Regions from separate parts of the Mus musculus genome. Here all the other regions are linked to region 3. A link is a contact called in public Hi-C and promoter capture Hi-C data. All regions are on one chromosome and are shown on one strand. The core of a region is the stretch at or near the end of the contact, and the rest is flanking DNA. Distances in the headings are between cores, read along the strand shown.

Evidence for each region. Promoter capture Hi-C pulls out the DNA fragments that hold promoters and counts their contacts. A called contact is a pair of places that touch in the nucleus more often than the background predicts.
Region 1: a Hi-C map of Th1 cells shows a contact between it and region 3, with 2.6 times the contacts expected there. The contact joins the enhancer-like site here to the promoter of Rab37 in region 3. A contact is called at or near these places in 3 of 39 promoter capture datasets (the 3T3-L1 cell line, hippocampal neurons and pre-B cells), 1 of 15 datasets of contacts at CTCF or cohesin (the NIH/3T3 cell line), 10 of 484 Hi-C or Micro-C datasets (CD4 T cells, CD8 T cells, Th1 cells and 6 more), 6 of 115 datasets of contacts at active chromatin or transcription factors (bone marrow-derived macrophages, embryonic forebrain, fetal liver and 3 more) and 1 of 9 other capture datasets (adipose tissue).
Region 2: a contact with region 3 is called in a promoter capture Hi-C map of embryonic stem cells, with 4 times the contacts expected there. The contact joins the promoter of Nt5c here to the promoter of Rab37 in region 3. A contact is called at or near these places in 5 of 39 promoter capture datasets (the 3T3-L1 cell line, 3T3-L1-derived adipocytes, embryonic stem cells and 2 more), 1 of 15 datasets of contacts at CTCF or cohesin (CD8 T cells), 4 of 484 Hi-C or Micro-C datasets (CD4 T cells, CD8 T cells, CD8 central memory T cells and 1 more) and 2 of 115 datasets of contacts at active chromatin or transcription factors (pancreatic cancer cells and thymic regulatory T cells).

The regions. Positions count from the first base shown.
Region 1 is chr11:114,874,619-114,878,996 of GRCm38.p6, reverse strand. No RefSeq gene overlaps it. Among named protein-coding and RNA genes, the nearest start is that of Cd300a, 13 kb to the left of the region's middle. Within about 2 kb of position 1,651, at least 51 of the 459 cell types and tissues checked have an H3K27ac peak or open chromatin away from gene starts, as enhancers often do. A contact at or near this core is called in CD8 T cells, Th1 cells, adipose tissue and 3 more, where this site is marked.
Region 2 is chr11:115,489,232-115,493,391 of GRCm38.p6, reverse strand. Nt5c (5',3'-nucleotidase, cytosolic) reads left to right here and starts at 1,578. Exons shown (of 5, transcript NM_015807.1): 1 at 1,578-1,785; 2 at 2,021-2,121; 3 at 2,194-2,254; 4 at 2,425-2,539; 5 at 2,648-2,967. The coding sequence starts at 1,606. The coding sequence ends at 2,793. Armc7 (armadillo repeat containing 7) reads right to left here. Exons shown (of 3, transcript NM_177778.5): 3 at 2,926-4,160. It also overlaps the pseudogene Gm11694.
Region 3 is chr11:115,151,551-115,155,794 of GRCm38.p6, reverse strand. Rab37 (RAB37, member RAS oncogene family) reads right to left here and starts at 1,617. Exons shown (of 9, transcript NM_021411.4): 1 at 1,504-1,617. The coding sequence starts at 1,596.

The DNA.
Region 1 (4,378 bases), core at 402-2,901, 280 kb after region 3:
TTGTTCATGCCTAGGGACGGGGCCTGTGGCGTGGGGGCGGGGTGGGCGGGGCCTGTGGAGAGTAAGGGGGGTTTCAAATGGGACTCCTCGAACTCAGTTGTTAGTTCTAAGGCAGGGATCCCTCTCACTACCAGATCACCAAAATTCTCTCCACAGAAGGCAGGGGTCCCTAGAGGGAGGGTTTCACATGACAAAAATGTCTGAGCTTGTGGAACCTGGTGTACCAGCTACACCTTAGAACTACCGACAGGGCCAAGAGGCTAGTTCTAAAAATGGATAAACCAAAAAATAAATGAAAAGGGATAGAAGGCTTAGCCTAGGCTTTTGGGGTTTGTTTGACATGGTCTCACTATGTATTCCTGCCTAGTCTGCAATTTAATTTGTAGACCAGGCTGGTCTCACACTCACATAATTGCACCTGACTTTGCCTCCTGAGCGCTGGGATTAAAGATCTGCACCACCACACCCAGCATAGCCTAGGATTTTTAATCCCACCTGGTTTTGAATAAGCTGTGTGACCTTGGCTGAGTCTCTAACCTTGCTGAACCTTAGCTTTTCCTTCTACAGTAATGAGGCTCTGTCTATAGTAACCATAGTCCAGAAGGGTTTCTGGTTATTGCTATCTCTATTGCCTTTTTTATTTATAATTATTTAGTACGTGTGGTATGTACAGGTATGTATGGTCATGTGCATGTGTATGCAGGTGCATGTGCGTGTGCATGTGTGTGTGTGTGTGTGTCTTAGTGGGCTTTGCCATCTGTAATCTCAGGATTTTCCACCTGTCCACTTTGTTCGCTAAAATCACAATTCTGAGACTTGTTAAATATTTACAAATACCTAGACCAAAGCTGTACATGCTCTCTAACTAGCTCCTAACTGAATAACCCACTTATCCCATTCTATGTAAAGCACATGCCCAGTTAGTTACCTCTGCTCAGGTTCCACGCGTCTGTCCTCCTTAGGGTTGCCCGGGGCAAATCCTCCCACAAGCTTCTATTCCAGAACCCTTTCTTCCGACCGGAACTTCCACCTCCTATTTCCTGCCTCAGCTATAGGCCAATCGGCTCTTTATTGACAGGTGATCGCTTTTTCACATTGCATAAGATATCATCTCTCTGTATTTGTTTGCTTGCTTGCTTGCTTGCTTGCTTGCTTGCTTGCTTGTTTGAGACAGGGTTTCTCTGTGTAGCCTTGGCTGTCCTGGAACTCGCTCTGTAGGCTAGGTTGGCCTCGAACTCACAGAGTTCTACCTGCTTTTGCCTCGTGAATGCTGAGCTCCAAGGTTTGTGCCACCACGGATGGGCTACCATACCTATGTTTTTATGTGGGTTCTGGGGATGAAGCTTGGATTTTTCACGCTTGTTTGGTGAGCACTTTAGCAGCTGGGTCATCTCCTAACCCCCTCCATGGCCTTCAGTGCATAGCCCCTCCCCCCATGTTTACAGAGGTATGTGCAGTTGATCACAGTGAATGCCTCACCTTACCTGTTCAAAGTGGGCGGAGCCTCCTCCTTCCCCTCACTCTCTTGACCATCTGACCCCACACTTGGACACCAAGCCAAACAGCATTGCCAGGACACATCCCTGCAGGTCCACTGATCTAGCCTGAATCTGTGTGCCTCCACCAGGTGGCACTTGATACCCAACCTTGCTTATTTGTTTAACAAATGTTTCATGACTTCCCCTGTTATGCCAGGCTCTGGGCCCAAAGATGGGATCAGGATGGTGGAGATAAAAATACAGCAACTTCTCTTTTCCAGGAGTCCGCGGTGCAGTAGGAAACAAGTAAACAAAGACAAGGGGGAGGAAATATTGCCTTAAAAGGTGAAAATTGCTGCTAAAATCAGAGCCCAGATCCCAGTCACCCAGTGAGTCACCAACTATGGCTTTCCATCTATGTGACACAGGAGAGTGGCAGGCAAGTGACCCAGAGGTGCTAGACCCCAGCCCTGCACCTTTGCCCTATTTGATCTCTGTCCCTTGAGGAACTCTAGAGGAGAATAAACAGGATCTCTTGAAGATTGCAGAGGAGGGGCTGGGGCTGTAGCTTAGCTGTAGACTGCTTGCCTGGGGTGCACAGCACACTAGCTCCCATCCTGGACACTACATACACTGGGAATGTCAGTACACACTGCTAATCCCAGCACTCGGGAGATGGAAGCCAAAAGATCAGACGTTTCCAGGTCATCCTTGCATCCATGGCTACACATAATGAGTTCCAGGCCAGCCTGGGATGCTTAAGACCCTGTCTCATTAATTAATTAATTAATTAAAAAAACTCAGGGTGTTCCTACATGGGATGTGTCTGAAAGAGGCAGCATACAGCCTTAGGTTGTCTGGCCCTTTTTTACAAATGAACCCTGCACCCTACTCTCAAAGATGAGCCCTTTGTAAAGGCTTCCTGTAACTTTGTTATTGAGGTTTTTTTTTTTAAGGTGTGTGTGTGAGTGTGTGTGTGTGTGTGTGTGTGTGTGTGTGTGTGTGTGTGTGTGTGCATGCGTGTGTATACCAGAACCTTCAAAGACTAGGTGATCCGGCATCAGATCACATGGAGCCGGAGTTACAGGTGGTCTCGAGACCTGCTGTGGGACCTGAGAACCAGACACCTCCAAGAGCAATCTTAACTGTTGAGTCAGCCTTCCTCAGCCCGCCTCCTCTTCTCTGAGACAGTGGCCCATCCCACCGTGTCCTCTGCAGGAGCTGCAAGTGAGCTATTCATTTCCCCAGCCCCAAGCACCCAAGCTGCCCTTCCCCCTGACCTGAGCTCAGTTCCCCGCACCCACAGTAGGTGGTTTACAACCACCTGTAACTCCAGTTCCAGGGAGTCCAAAATAATAAAACCTCTTTTTAAAACTGGTGATTTAGAGCTGGGGTGGGGGGTTGTGCCCTTGCCTCACAGGTTCAAGACCTTGCCTTCTACACCCCCTCCAAGCCCACCCCACCCCCGGCACTGCAGTAAATTAGGAAATCAAATTCATGGTTTATTTTCCACAGTGAAAATAGAGAAAGAAAGGGGTGGAAAGAAAGACCGGGTAGAAAAAACAGCAAGGCAGTAAAAGTCTCTGCCTCCTCTGCCTGGCAACACACACACACACACACACACACACACACACGAACCTGAACTTTATTTCCCCAACTTTCTTATCAGAGTCCCTCTATGCAAATAAGGGCATCTGGATATGGGGGGTGTTGGTATAAGCGGGCTACTAAAACCATCTGCTTTGAGTCTGTGATTGGTTTCTCCTGAAAAGTTCTTTGCATGTGGGGTAGAGTTCCGGACCTATAGCATCCTGCCCCCGTGTCCCCATCCCTGCTCGCCGAGCATTCCCTCTAGGCATCTGGTGCAGGGGCTGGTTAGGGAATCTGCCCGGGCTACGGGGGTGTGTGTGTGTGTGTGTGTGTGTGTGTGTGTGTGTGTGTGTGTTGGGTCCATTTATCCCTCTGAGAGTCACAAGACAGAGGGCTGTGCTCAGTCAAGTGTAGCCTGCCCCCTGCTGTGACCTGCAGCTGGGCACCTGCTACCCAGACTCTCCCTTGACCTTGGGCCCTGACTGTGGGTCTCTGGTGGCCCAGATCCCCTGCTGTTTGTGTACAGCAAACAGACTGGTCTGGCTGGCATTCTCGTCCCAAGACAGCTCAGCTCACCAGGCAGTAAGTAGTGAGCTGGCCGTCACTTGTTGCCTGTGCTCCTCCCCAGAGAAGCAGCCCAGAAAGCAAACAAAATCTGGGACTATGTGGATTCCCAGGGTCCGGGTAAGGTTGGCTGAGGCCCCTGTAATTCCCTAGGGAACCAACCCATGGGTTGGATAATGAATTCTAACCAACATTTGTCACATCCCCAGGCATTTTTGATTGTCACAACCTGGGACCTGGAGATCCTGGTATCTAGCCGATAGAGGGTCCCACTTAGCATCTACCACACACTGTTCCCAACAAAAGAATATCTTCTTTCCCTAATGTCAGTAGTGACTGTCCCCTGAAGCCCGACCAAGACAGTGGAGGGGCTCCCTCCCCAGGCTGGCTGGTCCAGGCATCTGCCCTCTTTGCAGATAGGGTCTTGCTTCTTGAGCTAGACTGGGTCAGACATGATCCTGGTCTGGTGGAGTGGATAGGGTGAGACTTCTGCACCAGATCCCTATAGGTGAGGCTAGCAGAGCAGGGTTGGGGCACCGTGGGCTGCCCCCAATAACCCCAACACTCCTACCCATCCCCCTACCCATCCTCACCCAGACCTGGGTAGGCTCAGAGACAGCTAGGGGCAGTTGGTGATGGCTGGCTGGCACTCAGGGGGATCCAACTGCAGGGTGTCCGGGTGGGGCTTAGGTGAGAATAGAAATCAGGCCCTACAAGGAGAGTGACAGCCGAGCTCCAGATATTCA
Region 2 (4,160 bases), core at 329-2,828, 340 kb before region 3:
AAATAAATAAAAATAAAAAGAATAAAGGAAGAAAAGAAAAAAATTGTTTATTTTATTTTTTTAAAAGGTTCTATATTTTATTACTAGACAAACACCCTAATTTAAGACATGAGCAAGTCTCCAGGTTAAAAATGTTGAAATCTGTCTGGTAGGACTGATTGCTGACCACAACTCAGTATAAACCCTCAGTCTTGCCATTGTGTGAATCCTTACAGACCCAGCTTTGTTCTCCTCCAGTGTCTTCTAAGAGAAGAGTTGAACCTGACGTTGTTACCAGTTTTCATCCGGATCCACTGAGGAATGGGGCGATTTTGCTTTTGTTTCTTGGCCAGGAATCGCTTGATTCGGAAAGTCTTGTGAGAAGACATGGCAAGAAGCCGAATCAGGCGTAATGCGCAGGATGGCAGAGGAAAGGAGAACCGAATCAGGCGTAATGCGCAGGATGGCAGAGGAAAGGAGAAGAGCTTTTTTTATTTTTAATTTCATTTATATGAGTACACTGTAGCTGTCTTTAGACACACCCGAAGAAGGCATCAGATCCCATTACAGATGGTTGTGAGCCACCATGTGGTTGCTGGGATTTGAACTCAGAACCCGGGGAAGAGCAGTCTGTACTCTTAACCGATGCTGAGCCATCTCTGCAGCCCAAATTTGTTTAAGATAAGGTCTTCACTAAGTAGCTCTGGCTGTCTTGGAACTCAGAGGTCTGCCTCCTGGGTGTGAGGATTAAAAATGTGCGCCACTACACTCTGCTCCTTTGTTGTTTTAAACTGGCTTTTCTTCAAGTGAGATGTCGGGCTCCATGCTGACAAACTTCTGCCATGGGTTAGAAGTCATGTCTTATCGGGGTGTAGCAGTGCCCACCTTTAAACCCAGCACATGGAAGGCAGAAGCAGGCAAACCTCGGGGAGTTTGAAGCCAGTCTGGTTCACAGAGTTTCAGGACAGCCAGGGCTATGTGGAGAAACCCTGAGTCGGGGGTGGGGGGGGAGTCATTACTCAAATCTGCATTTATAGGTTGGAAAATTGATGTGATGTCGCCATTGACTCTGAAATCTACAAGAATAAGTTGTGTCTCTGTGTGTGAACGCTTAACATTTTCTAGAGGGACATACAAGTTTTCGATTCTACCGGAGACCTCGGGTCCACAGGAAAAAGTAGTGGACGCAGATTGAAAACAATGTTACTGTTTCAAACCAAGTCTGGCTTATGAGTCCGGTCTCTTGAGAGCCCAGCTCATGCCCAGCTCATGCCCACGGTTGTCTTTAAGGGGTCCTTCTCATCCCTTGAACTGGGAGACTCACGATCCTGTCAGCTTCCAGCCTGGACAAACATGGGAGAGGCAAAGGATGCATTCAGCATGCGAAGCAGGTTCCCCATTGCCAAGAAAGTATTTCGGATCTTAGAGGTTATGGGAGAGGGATTCTGATGCTGCACATGAGCGGCAGCCCCGTAAGGGACGCAATGCCATCCTGGGCACCTGGTTGGCCACTCTGTGCAAATGAACAAAGTCCGGCCCGCCCCTACCCCGGTCCCGGAAGCTTGTTTCCGGGTCTGGCATCTTCCGTGCTTGCCGCTGTGCTCTGCGGAGACACCGGGCGTGGCAATGGCGGTGAAGCGGCCCGTGCGCGTGCTGGTGGACATGGACGGCGTGCTAGCTGATTTCGAGTCCGGCCTCCTGCAGGGTTTTCGCCGCCGCTTTCCCGAGGAACCGCACGTGCCGCTGGAACAGCGCCGGGGCTTCCTCGCCAACGAGCAGTACGGAGCTCTGAGGCCGGACCTGGCGGTAGGAGACCCGATGGGGAACCTCTAGGCTGAGTTCTCTTCTAGGCAGCCAAGCTGTGCGAATCCACAGTTCACCCCCGAACCAGAAAGCTTGAAAGGGTACACACACACACACACACACACACACACACACACTAGAACCGAGGTCTCCTGCAGAATCTTTGTGTGTGTGTGTGTCCTCTTTGGGGCTCCCCCTACTGGAAAGCAGGAGCGGGACCAAGATCTCTCTCTTTCAGGAAAAAGTGGCCAGTGTGTATGAATCTCCAGGCTTTTTCCTAAACTTGGAGCCCATCCCTGGGGCCTTGGACGCTTTGCGAGAGATGAACGACATGAAAGAGTAAGGAGGGTGAGGAGGGGGCGGCGGGAAGACGGCCAGTGCCCCAGGCCTAACTGCACCCCTTCTCCGCAGCACCGAGGTCTTCATCTGCACCACCCCACTGCTGAAGTACGACCACTGTGTGGGCGAGAAGGTGCCGGCGCCTGCGCTGATTTAAAAAAATAAACCAGAAAATGGGGGCTGGGTGAAAGGGGTCCCGCGTGTTTGAGGGCTAGTCCCACTTAAGCCCCCATGCCTTACTTATCTTGCATTCTGAGCCTAGCAAGTTCCACTGACCTCTCCCCACCCCTCCCGCCTATACAGTACCGCTGGGTGGAGCAGAACCTGGGGCCAGAGTTTGTGGAGCGGATTATCTTGACTAGGGACAAGACGGTGGTCATGGGAGACCTGCTCATTGATGACAAAGACAACATTCAAGGTTGGGCCAGCCAGTTAACCTTGACAACCCCCAGGCATCTGGCCTGCTGGGATTAAGGAGGAGTAAAAATGACCCAATTACAGAGCGCACGCTGTCTTTACTGCCCAGGCCTAGAGGAGACCCCAAGCTGGGAGCACATCTTGTTCACCTGCTGCCACAATCAGCACCTGGCCCTGCCCCCCACCAGGAGACGGCTGCTTTCCTGGAGTGACAACTGGAGGGGGATCATTGAGAGCAAGCGAGCCAGCCTGTGAAGGACCCTGAGGTGGACAGGACCCTGCCTGGACAGGTGACTTTCTTTAATCAGGGAGCCACTTGAACAGACTGCTTTCCGGCTCCTCCCAGGAGGCCTACACGGGAAAGAAGGAGACTAGCACACAAATACAGTGGAGAAAATCAGGAGGTTTTTAATAAAAATAAAAACCAAACGCGAGGCTTTGGATCTTTGATGCTCCTTTTCCTTTTCAGCTCAGGATGGGAGCGGGAGCCTTCCTTCATCCAGTGGCTGTACGACAGCCCCTCTCCAGCCCTTGTAGATCTCCTTCCTCAGCTTTCGTTGTCCATCTGAGGGGGGACAATGCTGAGTGATCAGGGCCCCCATTTTCCCTAAACTCCACTTCCTGTCAGGACTGCTCTTCGCTTATCCCCTAATTCCATTTTTTCTTCTCAGTGGCAGAGGAGGGCGGGGTAACCAGTTACAGGAGCTCGTTAGACTCTATCGGACCTTTGTGGTCAGGAACTCACTAGGTGGACCAGACTCATCGCTATCCCGCTCCTGTCTCTCAAGGGATTAGATTAGAGGTTGGGCCGCCATGGTCCCCTGACATTAGTTTCTAGGTGTCTTTATGGAAGGTCTGCATCTGAGTCCTGAGGGGTTGACAGTACCTACTGGAGGCTTGTGGCTCCTGAGAGAATGGCAGGAAGCAGACTGGGATAGCCCATGAAAGGTTCATGTTCAGGGCTCCCACCCAAGTGTCAGAAGATCTGACCCATAGGCAAAGGGGGCCAGAGCAACTCTTTTGAAAAGACAGGGATGCCACACTTGGCAGCTGGCACATGAGTGGTCCACAGCCTGGTAAAACAGAAGTCACTGTCTTGCTGTCTAACCCAAGGATCCTATGTAGGGCCTCTCCAGAGAGACAAGGCATGCCCGGGTGCCCTCAGTTCTCCTTCATTCTGCTCTCACACCTGTAGGGCCTTGTTCTTCATGCCCAATGGCCATTTAGTTAACACTCATTAAGCTGTGACACCCAAGGGAAGACACTTCACCTCTGCATTCCTCTTAGGGCGCCTCGCAGAGAGCAGGGCTGTGTGGATAGTTGTTTCTGTTCTGCAGAGCTCTCCAAGTCAATGCTACCATGCCCAGATACTCAGCCTCAACACGGGAGGAGTCAACCCACGGCATTTCCCCAGACAATAAGGCTGATTGATCTCTAGCCATCAAAATTACTCTGGACACTCATGGTACTGGCCACTCTCCCAGGGGCACAGCTTCTTACACGAGGGCATTAGCTGGGCACTGGGGGCAGCAGAGGTGGTGGTCTGTCTGTAGTTTATTGATTGCCAGTCCATGAAAGCCATACCAGCTTTGGTTCTCCTCTAAGCATCTCAAGTCTGGCTT
Region 3 (4,244 bases), core at 368-2,867:
AAAGTGGGGGTGGGGTGGGGGAGTGGGGCTCGTTCCTTTGCAGCCTTTCTGGAGCTTGTCAATGACTAACGACAAGATTGATGGGGACCACTTAAGAAGAGTGCCCAAGACCCCAGACCTAAGGTGCTCCAAGGATCTTTTCTCATCATGCTCTTTTCCCACAGCTACAGACTCAGGACTGGGCCAAGCCTGGCAGGCTGGGGGTCAGCTATTTTGCAGGTGCTCCCAGCAGGCACTCTGATGGCTCTGGGGCCCCAGCCATACAGGGGGAGGGAGGGAGGGAGGCAGGCGAATACCGGTATTTGTGTACTTTACAGATCACAGCTGCCTTGAGCAAATGATGCAGCCGGTCACCCAGCCCATCAAGTCCACCAAACACAAACAGCTGCTCAGCCTTGCCACCTCCTAGGTAAACAGCTCAGTTGTCCTGCAGGGCTAGGAGGTCAGGAGATCCCCATCAGCCTGGGGGTGGGGGCTGGCCATCAGCAACTCCCCTCCCCTGAGGACTTAGAGCCCCATTTCCTGCCACAAGCCCACACAGGACGCCTATCTCAACGTCTCTGGGTGGGTAGGCTGGCTGACTGGCTTCCCCTGAAACCCTAGGGGGTGGAGATGTGAAGCTCCTAGTGAGAGTGAGATCTGGTGTTTGAGAGGAACCAAGACCCTGAAAGAGGCAGGTACCCTTCAAGACCAGGCATCACTTCTACCTGGCATAGCTCTTACTTCTCTCTCCTAAACCCTGTAGAAAAATAGTGCAAGAGGCTGGCTGGCTCAGCATCTCTTTTTAGAGTTCCATGTACTTGCTTAAGCCAAGGACACCAATAAGAGAGGTGGTGACAGACATCCTTTTATTCAGGGCATTCCTGCAGAATGTATGCACCCCAGAGAGTTGCCTTTAAGGTCGTCGGGGGGCCGGGCGGGGGGAGGGGGAGAGTGGGCCATGGTCACTAATTGCCATGTTCTTTCTCAGCTTCTGAAAATTCCCAAGTGGACTTGTAGGCTGGCTACATGCAGCCTGGGGTGTTGGGAAGGAGCTGTGAGTCTATGTCTGGAGGCAGTGGGGAGGGGAAGGGTGGGATGTACCGCTGAGTGGGGACCCAAAGCACTGCACGCCTGTGACAGGTGTCACTTTTTGAGGCTTAGCTCAAAAAGGGCATTAACCTTGAGATGCCTCTGAAGGCGGGGATGCCCTGTCTGTGTCTTCAGAGAGTCCCTGTCTCCCAGTATTCCAAAGTGTGGCAGAAGGAACTGGGTTTTTGTTCCTAGGGTGGGGGAGTCTTAGTCTTTCAGATCTGCCTTACCCCATGCCCTCCGAGGTCAGCCTAGAACCCTAGAGACTGGGATGAGCCCAGGGGTTATGCCCCAGACCAGAGACCCAGCTGACACTTCCAGAAGAGGGGTGTAGACAGGGAAGGACAGGGTCCTAAGGCAAAGGACATCGGGAGGGATGTCCCTAAGTGCCGGCCTGGGGGGTCCCCAGCACTGAGCGCAGAGCCCACCCACCTTGCCGGTGAGATCGTAGTTCGGGCTGAAGGGCGGGGAGCGCTCAGGGGCCTCGCCATCCCCAGCGGTAGCAGCTCCTGGTGTGCCAGTCATGTCCCCGGACAGTCAGAGGTGAGCCCGGCTCGAAGCAAGCGAGGGAGAGCGAGGAACCGCCCTGCCCTAGGCTCCGCCCACTCCTCCCTCCCCATCCACCAACCGGCTCGGACCCTGATAGACTCCTCCCTCCGTCCCGCCATCCCCTCGACGACGCCAGCCAGGACGTCTGAGACTCGCAGAATGCACACCCTAGGGAGTGGCAGTCCCCCTGAGAGACATTAGCCTAGTTTAGTGCTCTTACAGCACGGAATGAGTCCTGCTACAGGACCAGCCCATTAAGGTCGCAGTGGTGAAGTTAGATTGCCATCGAGGCTGCGGACCCGGGAGACCCAGCTAGCTGCGGAAGGTGTGGGGCTTGGTTTCCTACTGCGGCAATGCAGTGGCCAGCAGGGCGCGCCCGAGCTCCAGCCAGTTGACAGTCCGGTACTTACCTGCAGGCAAGAAGCTGGGGACGTCCCTGAACAATGTTGGACAGGAAGTTGCATTCTGAGACTAGCACCCAAGCGGTTCTGATAGACCTCAGCTCATCTGAGCCTACTTTTTCACCGACACTCACCTTGGAGCGCACTGACCATCTGGGGAGCTCCTGGGTGGTGCTAACACTTGGAGCTCTTTGCCATGTTTCTCCCTCATTTGTTAGTCTAAGCCCCTGATGTCCTCCCACCACGGGAAGGTGAGCTCTTGAAGCCCATCTTTCCAAGGGGACAAGATAGGGCCAACATTATTCAGGGAAGGCCTAGGCCTAGCCACCGAGTGGGTGCCACAGGAATTCATGAAGTCGTGGGTCGTTTTGAGCTGTTTCTAGTACAGCCCAGGAACCCTGCAGCTCCGGATGACGGGGGATATGGAGAATCTGGGGTTGCACATACCAGGGTTCAGTAGCTTGTGGGCCAACTTTTCAACATCTCAACGCTGTATAGAAAGGAACAGGATGCGGGGACTGGATGCGGGGTGTAGGAAGGGGGTTGGGCCCCTCAACTTTTTAGGTGAGGGCAGTGAGGGCTGGCTTTGGGGTGACTATGACTTGGGAAATGGCTGTGTACATCAGCAGGAACTATTTCATGACAGCTGAGAGGAGATCCCGGAGCCTGGATGGAGGTGACTTTGTCGAGGTGGGAATTGGAGAGGGGTAGTGGCTTGCCCCTTGCTCACCGTCCACTGAAAACTAATGTTGTGGGGGTACATCGTGTCCCCCAAGAGATATGCTGAAGTCCTAGGCACTGGTACCCAAAATGTGTGTGGCCTTCCTTGGCAACAGGAACATTAGAGATGTAGGTTAGAACTGGGCCATACTGGAATAGGGGTTCCGTGATGGTTAATACTGATCATTAACTTGGCAGGCCCTAGAGTCATGCTGTGAGGGAATATCTTAATTAGGTTGACCGAGGTGGGAAGACCCACTCCAGAGGAGGGCAGCATGAAAAGGAAGAGATCACACCTCTTGTTCTCTGTTGCTTGTTTGAGGTTAGCTGCCTCAGGCTCCTGCTGCTGGGGCTTCCCCCGTCTCGATGGAATCTAACCAAACTTCCCTTCTTCACACGCTGTTTGTGTCCGGGTATTTTATCACAGCAACGGGAAAATTAACTGAGACAAGCCCCTAACCCAGTGTGACTGTGTGATGGGGAAAGGTTTAAAGCAAATGGCTAGAAGACAGCCTCGTGAAGCCAGAGGTAGAGACAGGAATATTTGATGACTCCAAGGAACAGGGACGATGCCCGGAGCTAAGAGAAGCTGGGAAGCGGTAGGGAGAATTCGACTGGGATACTACTGACCCCTTGGTTTGGGACTTTGGTGTGTGTTGTTGGCTCCATTATTATTTTGGGAGGAGGCAAAGGCTTCAGAGGTTAGGGCTTAGCTGGTGTTAGGGATTGGTTCTAACGCTGTCTCAATTCAATTCGGCTCCCAAAGGCAGAGGTCCCAGACCTTCTGTCTCCGCCCCCAGCTGGATTTGATTGGCATTAAAGGATTGCTTTACAGCCAATGGCTGGGCAGGTAAACTGAGGTGGGCGGGACCTGGGGGATTTGTGAGGGCCGGCAGCCAGGGAGAAAACTGGAGATGATCTAGCGAGATGGGTCAGATTTAGAGCTGCAGAAGGAGAAACCGTCCAAAATGTAAGTGGGAAGGGAAAGCAGCCCTAGGGGAGGGGCCCAGAAGGTAACAGGGCAGCGAAGAGAGAACCCAGATTCAGAAGGCGTTGAGTCAGGAGTACCGGAGGGAAATGTATGCTAGCTGGGCGGAGGATCAGAACTGCCCAGCCTTTGAGCTAGTCAAGACATATCAAAAATAAGCTAATGTGTGCGTGTGTGTGTGTTCTTTTCGCGAATCCAGAAGGCTCTGCTTGTAAGCACGCAACTGTCTGGGAGCCAAAGTGGTTTAGCTAAGCTTGCCACTACAGCTGGAGCTAAGCTACTGGTCACATATACTTGCTTACACTTGCCTTAGAGGAATGGGTTTGGGATGGAGCAACCCAGGCACCTCCAGAGACGACAGAGATAAAATCATTCTTACAGAGAACCGGGGAGAGTTCAGTCCTTTTTCTGGGCAATGCTTGTTAGCAACTCTGGGTTATGTTCCCTGGGCCTGCAGCATGCAGGCAGTCAAGTATGGATGAGCCATGCTTTGTCCCCTGAGATGCTGTAATATC